Regions from separate parts of the Ovis aries genome. Here region 1 is linked to region 2. The links are chromatin contacts, called in public Hi-C maps. All regions are on one chromosome and are shown on one strand. Each heading gives the region's core, a stretch centred on a gene start, on an enhancer-like site or on the middle of the called end of the contact. The rest is flanking DNA. Distances are from core to core; before and after follow the strand shown. Region 1 holds the start of SPRY2 (sprouty RTK signaling antagonist 2). Region 2 has its middle 180 kb from the start of SPRY2.

Region 1 (5,746 bases), core at 366-2,865, 180 kb before region 2:
TCGGAGGCCCTGAGGACCCGGGCGTCGGGGGAGCGGCCGGGGCTGCGGGAGGCCCCGTCGTCCCGGGGGCGCCGCGGAGCAGGCGGACTTAGCCTGGTCCACCCGCACCCGAGGGGTGGGGGAAAAAGGAGGCCAGCGTCCGGAAATAACGCAGGCCACTTCCTCTGCCACCTCTGGTTCCAAACCCGGGGCGAGGAGCCCTAGAGAAACATGGAGAAGGCAGGGGAGAGGGTAGCGTGGCCGGGAACACGCCCGGGACATCCGCAGACAAGGGCTCGGGACAGGGCGGCGAGCGCCAGGGCGGTTGTGAACCGAGGTGGGGTGGAACCAGACCCGGGAAATCTAGCACCACGTTTTCCTAGCAGTTTCAAGAACTCTAACCCTAGGACCGCGAGGTCGCAGGTGCTCTTCGGGAGTTCTGACCGTACTTCCCTGTAAAGTAAACTCATTCTGTAAATCATTCAGAATCCAATATTAAGAGTGTGGGGCGGGGGTGTTAATTTCCCATTGGTGCTCCCACGTCCCTGCACGTTTCTTCGTAAACGATCGGCAGTTAGAGCAGCGCATATATATGCCTTTTCTATCTTTACATTTCTTTTTGTAAGTGGGAAAATAGATCACCTTCAAGATGGACAATAGAATCTTATTGGGGAATGTTCTGCGTGACAAGGAGAGTCGGAAATGAACGATGATTCTTCTAGTTGAGGAAATCTGCAGTGTTACAGCGAGCCCCCCTCCCATTTCAGAAGCCCGTGATGTGGCCCTTAGTAATCGTGTACGTGTGTAGGATTGATTTAACTAAATTTTTTTAAGGCCTAGACTGTAGCATTTCCATCACCAATTGCGTGAAACAAAACGGCAAGGAAGATCTTCAGAAAGCTTCCATCTGTAGCTCACTCCCTCTTTTAGAACAACATCTAATATTAAACCGAAAAGCTACAATTGACACCATGAAAAGCAAATCCCGGCCAGAGCAGAGGTACTTGAAACCCGAATCTGCATTCCGCCCCTCTCGTACGCCGCTCGGAGGTGGGGGTGGCGGTTTGTCCCGGTGCCTGGTGTATAATCGGGTTAATCCAGTAGACAAAGGATAAACCAATAGCCCTCCCACCTCACTTCCCGCTCCCCTTCCCCTCCCCCTGCTTCTCTCCCCGTCGCCCCCTCGAGGGGGAACAGAAAAGGGGAGAGCCTGTCTTGCAATGGATTCAGAAGAAAGTCTCAAAACCCGCAACTGGTTTTTAATGCTAACACAGCCTAGCCAGGATTAGTCTGAAACGTTCATTCCCTTCTCCTAGTGGCGGGGAGAAAGTTCCCTAAATCCGCCGAGCTCAAGGTTCGTCCTCCTAGCCTCTGGGGAAAACTTTAAGGTCAGTGTTTCCTTGAAACTAGATCAACTGACCCCGCCGTGCCCAGCCCGGCCCCGCGGGCACCGCGCGTGACGGCGGCCCGGGCGGCAGGACCGGCCCGGGTACGCGCGGGGCGGCGCGGTTGCCCTTTTGAATGCCTCCTGCGGCTCGGAGCGCTGGCGGGCGCTGGAGTGTGAGTGAATGTAGCCCCGCGGAGCCAATGAGCTGGGACCGGATGCGATATATCCTCTGGGACAACAACTGCTCTGTTCCGCCTCGGATCCACATGACGCCATTTACTGCTGCCGCGGCCGCCGCAGAGCTCCCTGCCTCCTCCGGAAAGGCGAGGGCGCAGGCCAACGGCGAGCCCCCCCCGGCCGGGCCCCAGACCCTCCTCCTCCTTCTCCTCCTCCTCTTTCGCACCCACCGCCCCCGCCTCGGCCTCGCCGCCGCGCCTCCACAACGCCCAGTCTGCACCGCCGAGAGCTGCGCGCAGCAGCGCGAGCGGAGGAGAGGGGCCGGCGGAGCGCGCAGCGCCCAGGCCCCCGCGCCCGCCCGGCCCGGCTCGGCCAGTCCCGCCGCCCCGCGCGCCCCCGCGCCGCCTCCGCTCGGACGCGGCCGCGGCCGCACGACTTGGCCATCTGGCTTTTAGGTCCTCGCGAAGGCCGTTTTCTTTTCTCATTCGCTCATCTGCCGGGAGAGGAGACTCGCCGTTGGCGCTTCGGCCTCCAGTTCATTGAGAAAAAAAGGGGAAAAAAAAAAAAGGAAATACTCCGCGTGCGCTTTTAGAAGGGGGGTCGCCTCCAGCCCCGAACTCCAGTGTTCTTCGGCTAGGACTTGGCTCCGGATTTTTTTTCCTCTCCTTTTCTCGTCCAGCCAATCGCTCAGAAGTTAGACTGAAGCAGAGTTTGGAAGGAAGGAGAGGCAAAAAGTTTGCATCAGGGCTGGATTTATTTGCACATCGCGGAAAGAAGAGAATCCAACGGAGAGGGGTTTGTGCAAAGCCGCGATCACGGTGAGGCGCGTTTGGCCGGCTCGTCCCCTCCTGGCGCCGCGGCCGGCGCGTTGTGGGCAACATGGAGTAGGTGCAGCGGGACCGGCAGTGGGTCCGTCTCTCCTCGGGCCTCCCTTTCTCTCACCCCGCAAGTTTTCCGTGGGGAGCCCTGGAGTTGCCCGCGGATCAGCCTCGCCCCGGCCTCGGCCTGCCTCGGCGGCAGGGGTTCGGGGTGGGGGAGATTGCAGCGCGCGCGGGGTGCCGTGTCCCCGGCCCCACGACCCAGCGCGCCCGCGCTGGGGGTCTCGGGGTGGCGGCCAGCTCACGGCGGCGCACTGGCTGCAAACTGGGCGCTGAGAGCGGGAGAGGGAGGCAAGCACTTTGTGTTTTCCAGGGCGCCGCTGAAGGCGCCCGCACTTCGAACCTGTTCTCTCCGGGGAAGGCAGGTCCCGGGAGAGGCAGTCCCGAAGCAGGGGCGCAGGGGTAGTGAAGGGTGCGGGTCGCTGCCTCGCGGGTGGAAAAAAAGAGGACAGGGTGGCGAGTGGAGGGCGCCCACGACTCAGCTCGGCGTGGACTGCGGCGAGCACGCAGAGGGTGGGAGCGTCGCCCTGCCTGGCGCCGCGTCTCTGCGGTTCGGAAGTGCAGCTTTCGCTCTTTTCCGTTCGCCGCGGTCGGCCTGGGTCACGCTTTTTTTTTTTTTTTTTTTTTGGACGATTGGGCTGACCCAGCACAGGAAGAAAGTCATCAAGCGGTCGCGATCGTTTTCCATTACCTGAAAATAGGTGGCAAAAGAGACTAGGTTTTGGGTTTTTTTTCCTTTACTTTGATGGACTAATCCACTTTTTTTGTGTGGTTGCTGCTGTTTTTTTAATTCGGAACCTTCTGCGTTTTTACAAAGCGGTTTCTGTGTCGGTTTGCCCCACCCTTGTGCTGAAGTCCTTTCTCCCTCATCCTTAGTCTGATCACACACAGTTCTTAATGGGGGGTTTCAAAGCGGGGGCGGGTGGGGTGACGACGGAACATGGGGAGAGGGTGGGGTGGTGCTGCGAAGGGGAAGAGGGATCAGCGGAAATCACTTAAGCAAACCTCCTTACCCCCACAAGATGCTACTTTGCACTGTAAGCATAGCGGCAAGTGTCCAGCTTAGGGACCTGGGTCTTGCATGTTCGGCGTAGGGCGCTGGAAATTGTTCTTAATTTTTAAAGCAATTTTTCTGTGACTTGAATACATACCTGCATACAGATGTATGTTTTTAATATATAGGCGCGTGCACATTGCAGGCATTGCCCCTCAGGTTAGCACAGGGTGGCGTCGCTGAGTGTGCCAGGGTTAGATGACCCGGCTCTGTGTCTCAGGCAGGACTTTCTTCCTCGCGAAGTCGGGGCTGGAAACCAGTGCCCTGCATTCGAGGCCCTTGGCCGGAACGTCCTACGATGGGCTGTGTGACCTCTGCCTGAGGGTGGAGCGGCTCCCTCTTGGAGCTGGGAGTCAGTTCTCTGGGGTGGGAGAGATTTCTATCTGGGGAGGTAGGGAGGGGTTCCTCCAGCTTTCCAGGGCATGTTTCTTTAGTAGACGCCCGCGCCCCCGCCCCCTTCCCCTCCCCGGCCCCGCCTGTCTGTCCGTCCCGGGTTTGTGCGCAGGGGGCCAGCTTGGCCGCTGGGCTGCGTCTGTCCTCCCGGAGAAAAGTCCCTCGGGGCTCTGACTGAGTCCCACCTGCTGGGGACGGCGTTGGGGCGCAGATAGAGCCGATAAACTAAGAACAGCACTGTCTCGTCTGCCTTTCTGTTGGAGCTGAGATCCGGTTTCCAGCTCTGCCTTTTTCCGAATTGGAAGGCGTGTGTCACCTGCCTGTGTCTGTTTTCTAAAAAGTCAGACTGGATGAAGGTCCACGTTTGCGTTTTGGGTCCTTGTAGACTGAGTTGACAAAGAGGATGGTCGTTTTGAAATTTAACAGAGGGATGGCAATTTAAGCGGTTACTTGTCAGGCTTGATAGATTTGCGATGTGACCCTTGAGTTTTTAAATCACTTCCTGTTATCACCAATCAATGTATGTTTTCAATTATTAGGTTTTGGGAAATGGGCAAAAGCAGTTAACATTTTGACATGATTGATTTCTAAAACAGGGAAAACGGGTCTTTTAGCTGCAGAATTTAAGGTGTTCTCCGAGGCTTTCAGGTTGTAAAACATGTGATTCTCAAGTTGTTGGAAAGTTGAAAATAAGTTCCTGTCTTTTTGTTGCTCGAGGTGTAAGTTTGCTCTATTGTATTCCTGGCACCTAACAGGATTTAAATTGATGTGTTTTCAATTCTATAACTTCGTGCTACTATATAGTTAATGATAATGCATGATTGTTGTATAAAGTGTATATTCCTGGGGAAGAGAAGTATTTACCCTTTTTTTGCATGTCATTTCATCCTATGAGATTTTGTAAAGTCACAGAATAGTTCAAGCTGTTTAATGTAAAAGCAGATGTTAAGTAGGAACCAAGAATTTCTAGGCTGTATCTATTGAAGTTCCAGGCAAAAATGACCATAAGTTGAAACCTATTTCACACTTTGAAAAGGTATTCATTCAGCTTTTGAAAATGTCAGTATGAATGTTATATTCCAAGAGTACTTTCCTGCAGTTTTTACAGGGAACTTGAACCTTGCAGATTTTGTGCTTATACGAGTAAGGAATCCTTACTCGTGATTGAAGCAAAGATCAGTTTGGTGTCACTACACTTCACAGGATTAAAGAACGGTGGATACCTAGCTGTAATTTTTACTTTCGGGTACAGGTGTGGATAAGACGGCCATCCTAATACGTTCCACAGCCACTCCATTTTCAAAGTCTGTTTCTCCAGGGAACGTGGGGAGTGAAGAGTTAAGCCAGGTGGGTGGAGAGTGGGTAGTATTCTGGAGTGTAAACTGTCTCCTTCCTCTTGGTTTCCGCAGGAATTCAGATGTGTTCTAAGCCTGCTGGAGTGACTACACTTCCCAGACCTGATGGAGGCCAGAGCTCAGAGTGGCAGCGGGTCGCAGCCGTTGCTGCAGACACCCCGTGACAGTGGCCGGCAGCGTGGGGAGCCTGACCCCAGGGACGCCCTCCCCCAGCAGGTACACGTGCTATCTCTGGATCAGATCAGGGCCATCCGGAACACGAATGAGTACACGGAGGGGCCCACTGTGCTCCCCAGAGCTGGGCTCAAGCCTGCTCCTCGCCCCACGACCCAGCACAAACACGAAAGACTCCACGGGCTGCCGGAGCCCCGCCAGCCCGCCCGGCCCCAGCACCCACCGGCCCACCCTTCAGCCAGGGCCCCTCTGGCCCGGTCCATCAGCACAGTCAGCTCGGGCTCTCGCAGCAGCACGAGGACAAGTACTAGCAGCAGTTCCTCCGAACAGAGGCTCCTAGGATCCTCCT
Region 2 (5,358 bases), core at 268-2,767:
TAGTGCTAGTTTTATAGATATATAATTTTATGATGCATTTGTTAGCCCTCTATGCTAAAGTTACTTCATGGTTTTGAAACTTAAATAATTTAACTTAGAAGTAATTTAACTCCTAACAGTCAGAATTTTTTCAGTTCTTTAAGAAGCAGTTAGGTTATATTGAATCATCACAGTTTCAAATATTAATATGTGATATTAAAATATGTCAATGTCAATTAAAAAGCATGATTAACTATGGTAAACTAAGAAAGTGAGACATCCTGCCACAAAACACTAAGGGTAGGATCTTCCTATATTTTGACCACACTGAAATACACAACTGGATCAATTGTTAAAAAGAACAATTCAGTAAAAAGACTCAGTCCATAAAATTTTGGTTAAATTGATAGTCACAGCTTTCATTACTGAAATAATCTGTTTCTGCCCTAAATGGGGACACCTTGATAATGGCTTCTACTAGAGATCAAATTCCTCAAGGGGAAACCACCATCTCTACTTCTTTTGAATTTCATCACAGTCTCAGGACAAGAATTCTGCACCGAGTGAAACTTACTGAAGGTTGAATAAATCAACTTTGACCCTCTCTTCATACTATTTAATATTAAAATGAGGGCTTCCCTGGTGGCTCAGCAGTAAAGAATTTGCCTGCAATGCAGGAGATCTGACTTTGATTCCTGGTTGGGAACATCCCCAGGAGGAGTGCGTGATAACTCACTCCAGTTTTCTTGCCTGGAGGATCCCATGGACAGAGGAGCCTGACAGGCTGTAGTCCATAGGGTCACAAAGAGTAGGAAATGACTGAAGCAACTGAGCACAAATGCACGCACACAATATTAGAATGAAATAAATTTAATCAATACACATTGTTTTATGCATCCTCTGCTCTCTGTACTCTTTCTTATCATGGAAGCTCTTGTGCTCTATGAACCCTGGAATTGCATGAAAGTACTAACACTTTAGAGTAGGACAGTACTGAATAAGATGAGCTTCAGGCACATTTTAGAAAACTAGTGATCTGTGCGCTGTTGGTAGGAAAAACTGCCTATTCATTGGCAGAGATAAGGAAAAAAAGAGGTGGTGTTGCAAGAGTAACATGGGAGAAGCATAAAAAGTGACATGGACAGGAGAAAAAAGAGAGATATGAATATCAGCTCAGTTCAGTTCAGTTTAGTCTCTCAGTCGTGGCTGACTCTTTGAGACCCCATGCACTGCAGCACGCCAGGCTAGAGGGCAGTGATATTTAAAAAGTTGGGTTTTAACTTCCTGTGAAAGGAAGCAGTTACTTTTCATTTGTTAAAAAGTTGTACATTAGAAATAAATTTCAAATCCAAATTATTGTCCCACCATATTGAGTACATTTGCTACTCGGTACTGTTTCGAGAAAGCTTCACTGAAAGCTGTGCGATCTTAGTGTAAGGAAGAAGAGAAAAAGAAACCTTGAAAATCTCTCACTTTGTCATGACTGGGCTGAGGGCAGATGACTCAGTGTGAATTCAAGTTAAATCATTTAACCTTTTTCTCTTACTCAACCCATCTGGGGAGCTGAAACACAAGCGTTTCACCATGAAACAGATGGTACACTAAGGCTAAATTTTCCCAGATTAAAAAAGAAGAAGAGAAATGTGTTGTAAGTGCTAAAAGAACCAAACGTGGAAGAAGACCAAGGATTCAAAGGAACAGAGCTATAAACTGGATCAAATTTTTTCCTTTGTAGAAAATAATGTAAGTACTTAAAAAATAAGCCCTGTGAAATGATCTGGGGACAAAGTAAAATGTTTCCTCAGCACCGTATGTGTAAAGGTGATCATTATCAGTGGTTATGTATGGAAATAAAATGCTCTTTGTTGGTACAGAATTCTGTGTTCATTTACCTATCTGTCTCAGAGAACAGGTATGATTTCTTTAGGGTATTTTTTTTGTTATTTATTTGATATCTGTGAAGGTAATACTACTAACATTTCTTGAGAAAATGTATGGGACCCATCTGATTATAGCTCTGATGAAATTTATCACTAGTTGACAAATTTAAAATATTTCTAGTGTGGTCTAGAATAATTATGTTTTCTAACCTATTCTCACTCTCTCTATGTATTATATATTTGCCTACATATGTGTGTATTTATGTCTGTGTATATGTGTATATATATATATACAGAATTCTAATTTGATTGTATATGAAAGAGTATTACGTTCAAATCTATGTGTATGCCAGTACTCTTACATCTGTGATATTTTATGGGAGAAGATGTACACTGTTGCAGTGAAAGTAAAGATATGTTGATGAAAAAAGTAGAACATAATAGAAAGTAGAAATATTTCCTGGCTGGTTGTGACAAACTCAGGGGAAGTTAGCTTACTATTTAAAATACATAGTTCATAGATGAGGCTAAATGTGAAACCCAGGAAATTCACATTGCAGAATCCAGATGCCATAGACTAGAAACCCAGATTGGACTTTCGGCCCAGGACTGCCTCCAAGGGGAGGGGGCACTGTGGGTCATACAAACCAGTGTTGCCTTTGGTGGGGAGCCTTGGTCCTCTTAGACGGCGCATATTGATTTCTCCATCATTATGTCTAGAGTGAAAGTGAAAGTGTTAGTTGCTCAGATGTGTCTGACTCTGCAACCCCGTGGACTGTAGCCCGCCAGGCTCCTCTGTCATGGGATTCTTAGGGAAGAATACTGGAGTGGGTTGCCACAGCCTCCTCCAGGGGATCTTCCTGACCCAGGGATCAAACCCAGGTCTCCAGCATTGCAGGCAGATTCTTCACCATCTGAGCCCCCAGGGAATCTCTAGAGTACCTTCATATAGTTTCCCTTCTGAATGAAATACAGAACATAAATTCCTCTGTATCTAGTACTGAATTTTTCTCCCTTTCCCCGCCAAACTAATCCTGAGATATGACATGTAATCTGGGTTCCATGTAGATTAAGAATCATTTCTAATCCTTTATCATGACCAGAAGTACATCATGACTGACAGTAGGTAAGCAGTCAGGCTCACTTAAGAACAGTGCATTTACATTCTTTTATTGATGGTGTGTAATGGAATTTGCTGAGTATAAACTCATATAAACACTTTAAAATCATTTCTACTCTCTCCATAAATCTAGCATAAAAGCATCTGGTGCTGTGTCTATAATTAACATTAAAAATAACTAGTGTTCTTTTATAAAGTCATTGTTATCATTTCTCTCTGAGCATCAATTCTCTATATATTCAAATCACACAAGCTGTTCCCTGTCCTCACTGCACGGCAAGAACTGCAACCAAAACAATGAATGTAATTTGAACATGTCACGAAATTCCAATTGGTGGCTTCAAGTTTTATGTGCTCCATAGTTGCCCGAACGTTATAACTCTCAGTGGCTAGGAAGAGTCTCCAAATAGGTGAAAGATATGAAAAAACATTTCCTTAAAGGAAAATCCTCTAGATTACTGTCTAAGCTGAAACTTTATTTCAACTGTGCTGTAGTATAGTGAGGGCTTCCCTGGTATCTCAGCTGGTAAAGAATCCATCTCCAAGGCAGAGACCCCGGTTCAATTCCTAGGTCGGGAAGATCCCCTGGAGAAGGGATAAACTACTGACTCCAGTATTCTTGGGCTTCCCTGGTGGCTCAGATGGTAAAGAATCCACCTTCAATGTGGGAGACCTGGGTTTGACTCCTGGGTTGGGAAGATCCCCTGGAGGAGGGCATGGCAACGCATTCCAGTATTTTTGCCTGGAGAATCACCAGGGACAGGGGATCCTGGTGGGCTATAGTCCATGGGGTTGCAAAGAGTCAGACATCAGTGAGAAAGTAAGCACAGCACGGCACATAGTATAATGCATTTAAGTTACAACATTTTAGAATAGATAACAAAACTTATGGCCACTAAGAGGACTGACGGTTCTATCAAATGAGAAAGCGTGAATCTTCCTGGTTGTCAGGTAGTGGGTGACAGCATACTCTTAGCACACCATGAAGAAAGGGAACACTTTTGCTATATCTTCTATTTCTTAGGCACCATGTTGAAAATGTTACTTGCTCTGTCATGTCTGATTCTTTTGTGACCCCGTGGACTATAGCCTGCCAAGCTCCTCTGTTTACCTAGGCAAGAATACTGCAGTGGGTTGCTGTTTCCTTTTCCAAGAAATATTCCTGACCCAGGGGTTGAACATGGGTCTCCTGCATCTTAGCCAGACTCTTTACCATCTGAGCCAACAGGGGAGCATTTTAATACCATACGCTTACTCCTTGGAAGGAAAGTTATGACCAACCGAGACAGCATATTAAAAAGCAGAGACTTTGGGAACGCATGTAAGAATTAAAGATTTTAAAATTTAAAAATAAAAAACTAAATAAATAAATAAATAAAAGTAAAAAGCAGAGACATTACTTTGTCATCAAAGGTCCATCTAGTCAAGGCTATGGTTTTTCCAGTGGTCATGTATGGATGTAAGAGTTGGACTGTGAAGAAAGCTGAGTGCTGAAGCATTGATGCTTTTGAACTGTCGTGTTGGAAAAGACTCTTGAGAGTCCCTTGGACTGCAAGGAGATCCAACCAATCCATCCTAAGGGAGATCAGTCCTGGATGTTCATTGGAAGAACTGATGTTGAAGCTGAAACCTCAATACTTTGGCCACCTTAAACGAAGATCTGACTCACTTGTGATGCTGGGAAAGATTGAGGGCAGGAGGAGAAGGGGAGGACAGAAGATGAGATGATTGGATGGCATCACCGACTCAATGGACATGGGTTTGGGTGGACTTCAGGAGTTGGTGATGGACAGGGAGGCCTGGCGTGCTGCGGTTCCTGGGGTCACAAAGAGTTAGACAGGACTGAGCGACTGAACTGAATTGAACTGAGTCTACCTTATTTAATCTCTTATTTAATATCTCCCTCTTTGGTAGATATTAGTATACCAGTTTTACAGATGAGTGAACCAAGACACAAGAATTTAAATCATCCCAACTCTAATCTTTATGGATCCAAAGTCCAAGCTTTTCCCACTAAATTGCATCAACTGCCACAAGAAGGAGAAACTTATATTTACATTTTTAGACATCTTAAACACAAATATTTTTATGTTAACCTACAAATGTCCCTACTGCTTCAAGGACTTCAACAGCCCTGTTCAATTACCTGTGGTTTATTAGAGTTAAGACTCTCCAAAATGAGTGCTTGAAAATTCTGGATTTCCACTCAAGAGCACAGAGAAATAACACAGATCTCCTTCTTTTTCTTCCTTTTAATGGTCCTGAAATAAAATGAAACTTCTATTCTGCAGTGTGTTGATATTTTTAACACGTATGCATCAGCACATGTTAACATAATTTAAAATCTCTAATATTATTCTTAAAGCACTATCTTATTTG

What was found. Hi-C and Micro-C count contacts between places; a contact is called where the count stands out from the background.
Region 1: a Hi-C map of tail adipose tissue shows a contact between it and region 2, with 3 times the contacts expected there. The contact joins the promoter of SPRY2 here to the enhancer-like site in region 2. A contact is called at or near these places in 2 of 16 Hi-C or Micro-C datasets (skin fibroblasts and tail adipose tissue).

Annotation. Positions count from the first base shown.
Region 1 is chr10:55,942,112-55,947,857 of ARS-UI_Ramb_v3.0, reverse strand. SPRY2 (sprouty RTK signaling antagonist 2) reads left to right here and starts at 1,615. Exons shown (of 2, transcript XM_027973702.3): 1 at 1,615-2,361; 2 at 5,278-5,746. The coding sequence starts at 5,329.
Region 2 is chr10:55,764,965-55,770,322 of ARS-UI_Ramb_v3.0, reverse strand. No RefSeq gene overlaps it. Among named protein-coding and RNA genes, the nearest start is that of SPRY2, 180 kb to the left of the region's middle. Within about 2 kb of position 1,517, at least 2 of the 54 cell types and tissues checked have an H3K27ac peak or open chromatin away from gene starts, as enhancers often do.